Regions from separate parts of the Mus musculus genome. Here region 2 is linked to region 1. The links are chromatin contacts, called in public HiChIP or PLAC-seq maps. All regions are on one chromosome and are shown on one strand. The core of a region is the stretch at or near the end of the contact, and the rest is flanking DNA. Distances in the headings are between cores, read along the strand shown. Region 1 has its middle 160 kb from the start of Anxa10. Region 2 has its middle 290 kb from the start of Anxa10.

Region 1 (5,268 bases), core at 1,737-4,236:
TAATCAATAATTTGACATCTTTATTTTTAAATTGTTGATGCTCTTGATAAAATTTAATAAATAATTATCAATATTTATATTGAAATCATATCATCATGGTCATTTTGGAAAAAAATTCATAGTTAATGAACATCCCAGTTCTTGACACTGTACATTCTGATTTTCTTATTGAAGCATGGGAAGAGGTCAAAGTGTAGAGTCTGAACATTTTTCTGAGTAACAGTTTGTCCTGTGATGCATTACAAACAGTGAGGGCATTCATTAGTCCTCAGATTGCCTCCAATCCTGACACCAGGATATTTTCCTGAATATCTAACCAAAACAAAAGTGAGAGTGTAAAACAGGATTGCTTTCTCTAATAAGTATTTAATTAGTGTGTGTGTATGTGTGTTTGTAGTTTGTGTATGTTTGTGTATGTTTGTGTGTGTATGAGAGACAGACAGACAGACAGACAGACAGACAGACAGACAGAGCACATCTCTGTAGGTCTGTGTATGTATGCCCTGTGTGAATGCCTTTGAAAGCAAAAGAAGGTACTGAATCCCATAGTACTGAAGATAAAGGAGCCTGTGAGCCACCAGTGTTGGTACTGAGAACTAATCTCTAGCCCTCAGGAAGAGCAGCAAGTGTGTAAACAACTGGCCATTCCTCTAGCCTGAGATTTCTTTTGTAACTACAGGAAGAAGCAGGTAGACCTCTGGCTCAGTTAACAACTCTGCTCCCAGTAGTTCTTTGTCCTCAGAAGCTTCCTCTGCATCAGTGACCTCAAACATAGCAAATTAAGAAAGAACGTTGGGTTTTTTTTTTGTTTTTTGTTTTTTGTTTTGTTTTCTTGTTTTGTTTACTTTTGTTGTTTGTTTGTTTGTTTATGACTAGACAAGAAAAGAGAGTAGTCTTTCTGGGAGGATTTGAGTCCTCCCAGAAAGACTTTCTTAAACCCACCACCTACCTGAAGAGCCTTGGGAGCTACCAGAGACTCCAAGAGCAGAAAGCACTTGAAAGGAGCCACAGAACACATGTCATCAACATGCTTGCAATTGTTGTGTGTGTATGTGCCAAATAACTATTTGGAAGGGAACCCCAGAGGAATAGATCCACTATGAGCTCAAGTGAATATTTACTGAATAGGTTTGAAAAAAATAAAAAGTTCATAGACTATTATTTTAACAGATTTCAATCAGTAAAATTAAGACCTATCAGTGAAGTTAAACACTGCTGCTATAACCATATCCTTGTCTACTGTACTATCATTCTTAAACAGAGGTCCAAATGGATAGAAAAAGATAGTGAATTATTCACAATAGTCTTTATACTGTGGAAGACCATACAATCCTAGTACACAAATAGGTATGAATTCCTTAAAATATGAAAAGTTCATTTCATGAATTTGCACTTTTGTAATAAAACAGGTGCATTGATAACCTAAAAATTAATTTTTCAGTTATTTGCTGTCATGTGAAATAATAATAGTAATCTTAAAAATAACCAGACTCCCCACAGTGAAGCAATGAACTGCTGTAGGGGGTGAATGTCAGAATACAAGTTGATTTTCTTTGCTCAGAAACAGGATGTGGTCTCAAAAACTTTGTTGCCCAAGATTGCTTACACTGTAAAAAATCCAGCATGAAACTAGAGTTAACTCCCTGTGCAGCAATTATTCTTACTGTCAGCAGAAGCAGAATTTACCTCCAAAGGAAAATCTAAGGAATCAAGGCACCATCATGTAGAAGTGGAGCTACTCTCCTGTGTTTACTCTTCGGCTACTAATATAAAAGTCTCTCATAAGAAGGACCAGGGATCATAGTTGGATGTGGGTGGAGAAACATCCAAATAGCCAACATGGTTCAGATACAAAATTCACTGTTCTTTATAAAGGTCTGCCTGGGGAGTGGGAGCTGTGAGGAGTCACCTGACTCAGTTTAACACGGGTGCTCTCCTGGGATGGCCACTTCCTGTACATACACATTCTGGGAGTGACACTATACCTGATGCCTATATTTTGTTTCTATTCATTTTTTCATATATAAACCTAAATCTATGACTTGGCCATTTATAACCTACTAGCCAGCCTTTGTATTAAACCACTACCTTCCTGTTGGAACTAATTGTTTGCTGTGCACATATCTTCAGGTTACACACTCTTCTCTATAACTTGGTCGTTGTCTCATGAGGAACCAGGATAATGTAATGAGGAAAAGCAACTGGTCAACCAACAGGACAATAAATAGCAATTACTGCCAAGGAGGCACTGGCAGGTTTCTATGGTGTTGTTCTTTAGACCTCAGGAAGGCAACTGGATAATAGGATCTCTCATTTGGGGCTTTGTCACAGGAAGTTCTCTCTTGCAGAAAGCAAGTAACTGCAGCTTTGATTGCGTGTGTGTGAGTCTGTGTGTGTGTGTGTGTGTGTGTGTGTGTGTGTGTGTGGTGTGTGTGCACACTCATGCACACAGGTACAAGTAGCGTGCATCACTATTTCCATATCTTTTAAAAAGGAAGAAATACATAGAAATTGTATAAATAAATAATACCCTTTCACTGTTACCCTAAAAAAATAATTCTTTTGTTAATAAGATGTATATATCTTCTTTGTTCTCCTAAAAGCAGAGAATTCATTGGCAAATTTATTATTATTATTATTATTATTATTATTAATCTTCATGCACTTTCTGACTAGCTACAGCAGTTGCTCTCAGGTTTTTGGATTCTAGCTATTTTCAAATTAAAATATGTTATTATTCAAGGCACAGCAGTGGTGCTTATCTGGAGATTGTCCCATAAACCTTGTGGGAGGTTTGGCATTTGAGAGAGAAGGCTTCAGTCAGCAGGGGTGGGGAGCAGACTTTACAGACAGCCCTAAAAGGAGAAACCTCAGCTAGTGAAAACTAGCCCGGGAACTGAGGGTGGGGCTAAGAATGAAGCCAGTGTGTGTACCCACATTGCACCGCGGGAGACTCCAAGGGGCTGTCAAAGGCAGATAAGCAGGCATGCATGGAATTCAATTTGTGCTGGTCCAGGAGTCAGCAGTGTAGTGAATGACACCCACAAGAGCCTCCTTGAATAGTTTGGAAATTAAACCTCATTTTCAGACCTCCTGATAAATAGCAGACTGGACAGCCCTAGTATGGAAAAGACTGGGATCCCACAAGAGTGGGAACTCTGGGGATTGTTCCCTTCAGAGGAAGAAAGTACATTAGTTACATGAAGTCAAGACACTGGATTCAAAAGCGCCTGAAAGCTTGTCTGAGGAAAGGTAATGCTCTCATTGTTTTAGCTGCTGCGTGGGCAGCCATGAGACAAGGTTTCCAGAGGGAGACGCCCTGTTCCTGTACACACCCAGAGAGTTTACAGACGGATATACACAAGTGCGGCAAGGACTTGCGTTTCCTACCAGGAAATACTGCAGAGGACTCCACCTGCTTTGCCACGAGCAGAAGCTACACACCAAAAGAAGTCACGCTGGTCCGCAAAGAACCCAGCTTGGATGTGTTTCCTAGATGATGCTACATACAGTAAAGAAGAGACTAACACAGGACAGATTCCAAGATCAATAGTCACAGCACAGTTGCAGTAAGTGTCCATTGTGTCTGTGACAACACTACTTCACACAGTAACACTGAGCCATGTCACTAGGTCTTCCCGGATGAACCAGTGAGGCTCTGGTCGGACCAGGCTGTCTTCCTCCTGATTGTTTGCGCCATCAGCTTGCTCTTTCCTCTGCCTGAGGTGTCCCTTCTCCTTCCAGTCGTCCCCTCCTGACCCTTTCTAATCCTCTATTTCAGAAGTTTTCCAAAATCCCTTGCTGGTTGTTATCTAATCAGAAGTTCATGCTTCTAAAAGCACACACACCATGCATTTATTGAGTTGGAAGTTATATATATGAAGCTAATCTCAGTCACTTTTGTATTCTCAGGACCTAGGTTTGTGTCTGTACACAGCAGGAATTCAGGAAAAAAATGGCCAGATGCATTAAAATGATTTTAAAAGACATTAAATGATTTATTTTTCTATCTACAGTAATGGGAGCAATGAGCTTTTAGGAAAAGTCTAGAAACTCCTAAGAATTAAGTACCACAGGGAAGGAAGTGGGACTTCTGATTCCAATAAACTGAAACAAGACAACAGCATCAAAAAAGGTCCACCTCCAAGATTCTTATGTTTCTCACCTGGATGTCTTTGCTTTCTTCTGCTCTGACCCCATGTACCACACATCTTTACTATTGAGCCTTCTTTTCTGAAGGCAAAGAGGCCTTCCTTAAACAGAATGCTGGAAAAAATTATTCATCACCTAAAGTTTAATCTATGAAGGTAAAGCCCTGTGTTCTTTGGCCAAGCCCTGACTACCACTTAACAATCCACTCTTCAACATTTGTACTACAGGTTTCCTGGCTTATTTCTATTGCAACTGAGATACTTCAAATGAAACAAAATAGATGTGACGGAGTCTCTTATATACTGACCTAAACCTTATCTGCAAAGCAAAAGCATGCATGGCTGTACCATTCTTGTCATATTAACAGATGGTCGTCCTGATGAACTCCTCTTTCTTAACCCTTTTTGATTCTCACTTTATATAGTTACCTGCATTCTGCACAGAATCCTATAAACTGATCTGTATATAATGCTTGGAAAAGAAATTGCTGCTCAGCTTTTGAGGACCAGAACACAAAACACTTCAAAGTGGATTTAATTTAAACACCCCATAGACTGTGTGAACAGTGGGATAAGTTTGAGGTACATGAACAGGACATGGTACGATTCCCCTTGGCCAGAAGTAGACAGTGGGATGAATTTGAGGGTACATGAAGAGGACATTTTAACATTCCCCATCTCTATCTATAGATACCTGACTGTCACACTGCTCTTTCCATGATTGATACCTACAGAGAGCGTGCCTATGTTGAGATCTGTTCTTGGTTTACGGCCTACAGTATGTAACAGTATATAAACAGCGCTATTTCAGAGTGACTTCAACAGTCCAATCAAGAGTTCATAAAGATAAGAAAAATAAGCCTTCTCAGATCAACCACCTCCTAGTCTGTGCTCAGAGAAATCAATATATTTTGTACAATGGAAACAGAGATGAGGTGGCCCTAATGATGCCGCTGTGAATCAAAGGCATGCATTATACATAAACACATAACTTAACTACTGAATAATCCTGGGATAACACAGATGTGCCCCAGCTGTATGGCTCTAGGGTTTTATCATCTTACACTCACACTCACGCACATGCACAAAATGTTATTTCTAAGAATTATTTAATTTA
Region 2 (5,225 bases), core at 1,125-3,624, 130 kb before region 1:
GACATATACTACCTGAGGACCCAGCTATACCACTTCTGGGCATATTCTCTGAAGCTGCTCCAACATGTAAAAAGATACATGCTCCACTATGTTCATAGCAGCCTTATTTATAATAGGCAGAAACTGGAAACAATTCAGATGTCCTTCAACAGAGGAATGGATATAGAAAATTGGTATATTTACACAATCAACTACTATTCAGCTATTTAAAATGATGAATTCATGAAGTTCTTTGCCAAATGGATGGAACTAGAAAATATTATCTGGAGTGAAATAACCCAATCACAAAAGGACACACATGGCATGCACTCACTGATAAGTAGATATTAGCCCAGAAGTTTGGGATACCAAAAATACAATTTACAGACCACATGAAGCCCAAGAAGAAAGACCACAGTGTTTATACTTTGATCCTTCTTAGAAGGGGGATCAAAATACCCATGGAAGGAGATACAGAGACAAAGTTTGGAGCAGAAATCGAAGGAAAGGCCATCCAGTGACTGTCCCACCTGGGGATCCATCCCATATACAATTTCCCAACCCAGTCCCCAAATGTGATGCAAACAAGAGCTTGCTGACAGGAGCCTGATGTAGCTGTCTCCTGAGAGGCTCTGCCAGTGCCTGACAAATACAGAAGTGGATGCTCACAGCCATCCATTGGACTGATTACAGGGTCCCAAATGAAGGAGCTAGAGAAAGTTCCTAAGGAGCCGAAGGGGTTTGCAGCCCCATAGGAGGACAACAATATGAACTAACCAGTACCCCTAGAGATCCCAGGAACTAAACCACTAACCAAAGAGTACACAAGAAGGGAGTCATGGCTCCAGCTGTATATGTAGCAGAGGATGGCCTTGTGGGACATCAATGAGAAGAGAGGCCTTTGGTCTTGTGAAGGCTCAACACCCCAGTGTAGGGGAATCCCAGGACATTGGAGTGGGATTAGATGGGTTAGTAATCAGGGGGAGGGAGAATGGCATGGGGGTGGTTCGGAGGGGAAATGGAGAAAGAGGATAAAATTTGAAATGAAGATTAAAAAAAAATCTAATAAAAAAGTAGAAAAATGTATGTTTCTGTGATTATCCCTACACATCCTTCCAAAGGAAACATCTGCTTATTTCATATTCTATATGAATTCAGAGGGTGTATAAATATCAATTGCAGTAAGACTGATATGGTATGAGACCTTAACAGCAGCCAGCCATTCTTTTGTCCCAATTACAACCACATGAAAAATTTATACCTAAAAACCTGAAAGCCTTTCATTTCCCCTAGTGGATGAAAATAACAAAATATAATGCTTTGAATAGGATTTTATTAGATTGAAATCCCAGAATTGTTGTTCTAATATTTGAGTCCTAAGAGACTCAGCCCTCTCCTGTGCAGTGGGCTCTACAGGGGCTGTATTTAAGATGACAATCTCTAGAGGCTTGGAAGTGTTCTTTGAGCTTGCTTTCTCATTAGGCGTGACAAACTGACAGATTTGGACACTAAGGCTGATAAAAGAAATGCTCCCCTTGGGAGGCATATACACGAATATTTTCCTTCAACCCTGTTTCCTTCAACTGAATATCTCCATGAGAATGCTGTAGCAAAGCTGACCTGGGACCTATGGAAGAACCCTTCATAAGAGACAAAGGAATGCCAGCAGAAAGAAGGTAGGGCATTTGCTTGATGTCTAGGAGCTAAAAGGCAAACTCAACAAACCAGCTAGAAGTGATGGGAAAATATGTACTAATGTACCAGGGTGAAAGAATTCTTGTACCATGAGAAATTCATTCTTCAAGAAGACCAAAGGGGAAAGGGTCACTATTAAAGTCTGACAAATGCAGAATGGAGAAATATAAAATATCAATCAGAAGACTTTTCTCATTCCCATTAGCTAGAGTCTAAAAAATGTGAAACACAGTCTGATACATAGTATAGTCTGGAAAATTCCTGCTGTAATCTGTAGACATTCCAATCCCATCTTTTTACTAAACATGTATATGAATTCTCTTGGAAACCCAGAGAATGTGGGGCAATGGGCTACGTGCAGACAGCCTGGTTTCCAGTCGAGGCTAGATCTTGAACCCTGGGACCCGGTAGTGATAATTCAGTTACAAGGGATGGAAGGAGTTCTCTCATGTCTCCTGGACCCCAGTGGCTCCTGTTGGAGTTTCCGCCCCCCCACAACCCCAACAGGAGAGGCGTGGCTATCAGCCACTTAGGAACAACACCAAGCCTCTCACATGCAAATAAGGTTTCCCCCAAACTCTCAGCCCAAGCCAATGAGAGGGGCTTGCTGTCAAACTAAATCACTGCCAGAACTGTATATAGGAGAACCATGCAGGGAATGAAAGGAATGCCAGAACTATTCCTTTGTCTGACCTTTTTTTTGTTCCAAGAACTGTAACACTTGGGAAGGCCGCGCCCTAGTTCTGCACATTCCTCACTGGATTGTAGGCTTTTCGATAACCCAGGCTCGAAGTTACCTAGCGACCCAGAAGGCTTGGCAGAGGCTTCCTCTGTCTCCCTGCATGCACTCACTTCCCTCCCTGGGGCCCTCTCCCCGGGCCTGGATAGAGGTCTCCATGGAAAACTTCTGGTACCTAGGCCCACAAGAGAAAATACAAGAAATGTTTTCTTAACCTTCAAATTCTCATCAGCTTTCTTTATATTGAAACTCTTCTGTCTCTGCCATGAAAATAACAAAGCCGATGTCTCCATAAGCAGAGTCTATTCAGTTGTACAAAATCTATTAAGACATAGTGAGTTCAGGCAATGCCTTAGGCATTCACTGAGATATAGATATATCACTTATCCTCTATCGTTAGAGCATCATCTAATGTTATTCTATGCTGACACATGGATATCCCTTTCACAATGTTTCTTGTGATTCCAATGCATTCTGGGGAGACCAGTCAATGGCTATGGGTTGAAGACTCTTGACTTATTTGGACACTGCCACAATCTTGTGAAGAAATACCTGAAATCCTTCCTGGCTTTTTCTTTACAAGATGAGTGGGGCTGTCAGATCATTGTGTTTGTTCCTTTCGGTTGTTTGTCTATTTTAATATTGTAATTTAATTGCAACATTTTTACCTTCTCTTTCTTCACATCCTTTAAAGATACTGCTTTTTTTTTTAACTAGGACTCATAATCTCACAGAAAACCCCCAACCCTTCAGTTCTTACTATCTTTCTACAATCCTCTTATACAATATTCTCTGACTCTTATGGTGGGGAAGTGCTTTACAGATGGATGCATTAGGAATAGACAACTCTGCATTTTTATTGGTTGTGGTTTTCTCTGGTGTTCTCCATCTGTTACAAAGAGAAGTTTCCCTGATGAGGGCTGAGGACTACACTTATCTATGTGTATGAAGAAAAACACTTATAGAGAGTTGTTAAGTATTATTTGTTTGAGCAGTGATAACTTCTCTTCCAAAGACTATGATTTCTTTAGCATTAAGTAGTTACCTAGATTTGCAGTACCAGAAGTGGTATGTCTCTTGTTGGATGGATTTTTAACACCAACTAGAAAGCTCTTTCTTACCACCAAGGTTATGGGTGTCACTACTATACCTGTAAAGTTATGCTGTCATACTGGTTGTTGATGGGGTTCACAGACATCATAGATTATTGGTGGTTGGTTGCCTTCCCCCCCTTTAGAAGTTTGTATAGAGCCTTCTGATACCATGAAAACTACTCCTCAGGGAGGGGATGGTTTTTTTATTTCAGTTACTTTGATCGATTACTAGAATACAAGGTCTGGTGATATTTTGATTTTTTTACATATTTATAGCTATTAATATAGTTTAAATTGAATGAGACAGTATTGATATTCTAAAAAGAAAGTTACTGATAAAGATTTTATAATCACCTAACTATTCCACTGTATTAACATATCACTCACTATCCTCATCACAAGAACATTGTGGTAAACAAAAATACAGATTGCTTCTACTGAGGCTTGAATTTACTTCTCATTTATTGCATTGGTCAGACAATAATCAGGAAGTCTAGTCAGGAAATGTAACCATTGCTACAGAGGAATTTTAATCCAGCAATGGGGATGCTCAGGCAGGGAATCAATCCAAAGATATGATCTAGCCAGCATGCACACATGCCCTGCATTGTTGTTTGATCTAACTGGAAGGTAGGCATGCTCTCAATACCTTCAATACCTAACAATGAAGGTAAGGGTAGTTTGTAGAAGAAAGCAGCCATGTTTGAAAGTGAAAACTAATTAAGGAGCAGATAAAGTGATGAATCGGAGAAAGATTTAACAGACTGAGTCAAAAATACAATATGCCCAACTCTCATGAGAACAACACAGGAAAGAGAGGCTATTTAAGAGAACAGCACAGAAAAGAGAAGTGACTTAAGAGAGCAGCAATAGCAGCAATAGGGAGAGGGATAGGGGGAGGGGGGAAGAGGGGGAGGGAGAGGGGAAGAGGGGGAGTGAGAGGGGGAGAGGGAGAGAGGGAGGGAGAGGGGGAGAGGGAGAGAGGGAGGGGGAGAGGGAGAGGGGGGGGGAGGGGAAGGGGGAGAGGGAAACAGCTTTATCAGGTCAATCAGAGCAATTTAGTGAGCAGCCAAGAGAAGCCAATTTGAATCAGACAGCTTGGAGAGGAGTTTTGAGCCAGAACAGCTAAGTTAAACCTACCAGTCAGAGTTCAGAAAGAACTAAAACAAATGAGCTTATTCAGCGATAAGTTTCAGAGGCTGAAACAGTCTATGCATAGATTAGATTATAAAAACGTGAGAAGCTTCCAGGCCTAGACTTAGAGACAGTTAGAACAGAGAAATAAATGCTCTGGGCTCAACCCAAGCTGTGTGAGTACAGCTCTCATCTCATCCCATCATTTGAGAATGAAATGTTAATTTTCCAGGTTGTTGATATGCTGTGAAAGAAATTTCAAACAATGTGACATGAGACAATAACAAGGGTGTTAGCTATGTTTTCAAGATGATATCTGAGCATGACACATGACAAGTGGGGACACTTGAACATCAAAGGGCCACCTACTACAAAGACTTAAGGTGTGTGTGTGTATGTGTGTGTGTGTGTGTGTGTGTGTGTGTGTGTATTTGAAATAATAATGATAGAAAAACAAATCACTGGCTTTGATGAGAAGGTTAAAGAAGTCTTCTCTACAGAAGATTTGACATAATGGCCTAATCAAGGCATAAACTAACTATTCCTACATCCAATATAGGCAGAAACAGGCTAAAATAGCACTT

What was found. HiChIP or PLAC-seq counts read pairs in DNA pulled down with a chosen protein or histone mark.
Region 2: an H3K27ac HiChIP or PLAC-seq map of extraembryonic endoderm stem cells shows a contact between it and region 1, with 2.9 times the contacts expected there. The contact joins two enhancer-like sites. A contact is called at or near these places in 1 of 484 Hi-C or Micro-C datasets (the HL-1 cell line) and 2 of 115 datasets of contacts at active chromatin or transcription factors (embryonic stem cells and extraembryonic endoderm stem cells).

Annotation. Positions count from the first base shown.
Region 1 is chr8:62,282,604-62,287,871 of GRCm38.p6, reverse strand. No RefSeq gene overlaps it. Among named protein-coding and RNA genes, the nearest start is that of Anxa10, 160 kb to the right of the region's middle. Within about 2 kb of position 2,986, at least 47 of the 459 cell types and tissues checked have an H3K27ac peak or open chromatin away from gene starts, as enhancers often do. A contact at or near this core is called in extraembryonic endoderm stem cells, where this site is marked.
Region 2 is chr8:62,414,935-62,420,159 of GRCm38.p6, reverse strand. No RefSeq gene overlaps it. Among named protein-coding and RNA genes, the nearest start is that of Anxa10, 290 kb to the right of the region's middle. Within about 2 kb of position 2,374, at least 19 of the 459 cell types and tissues checked have an H3K27ac peak or open chromatin away from gene starts, as enhancers often do. A contact at or near this core is called in extraembryonic endoderm stem cells, where this site is marked.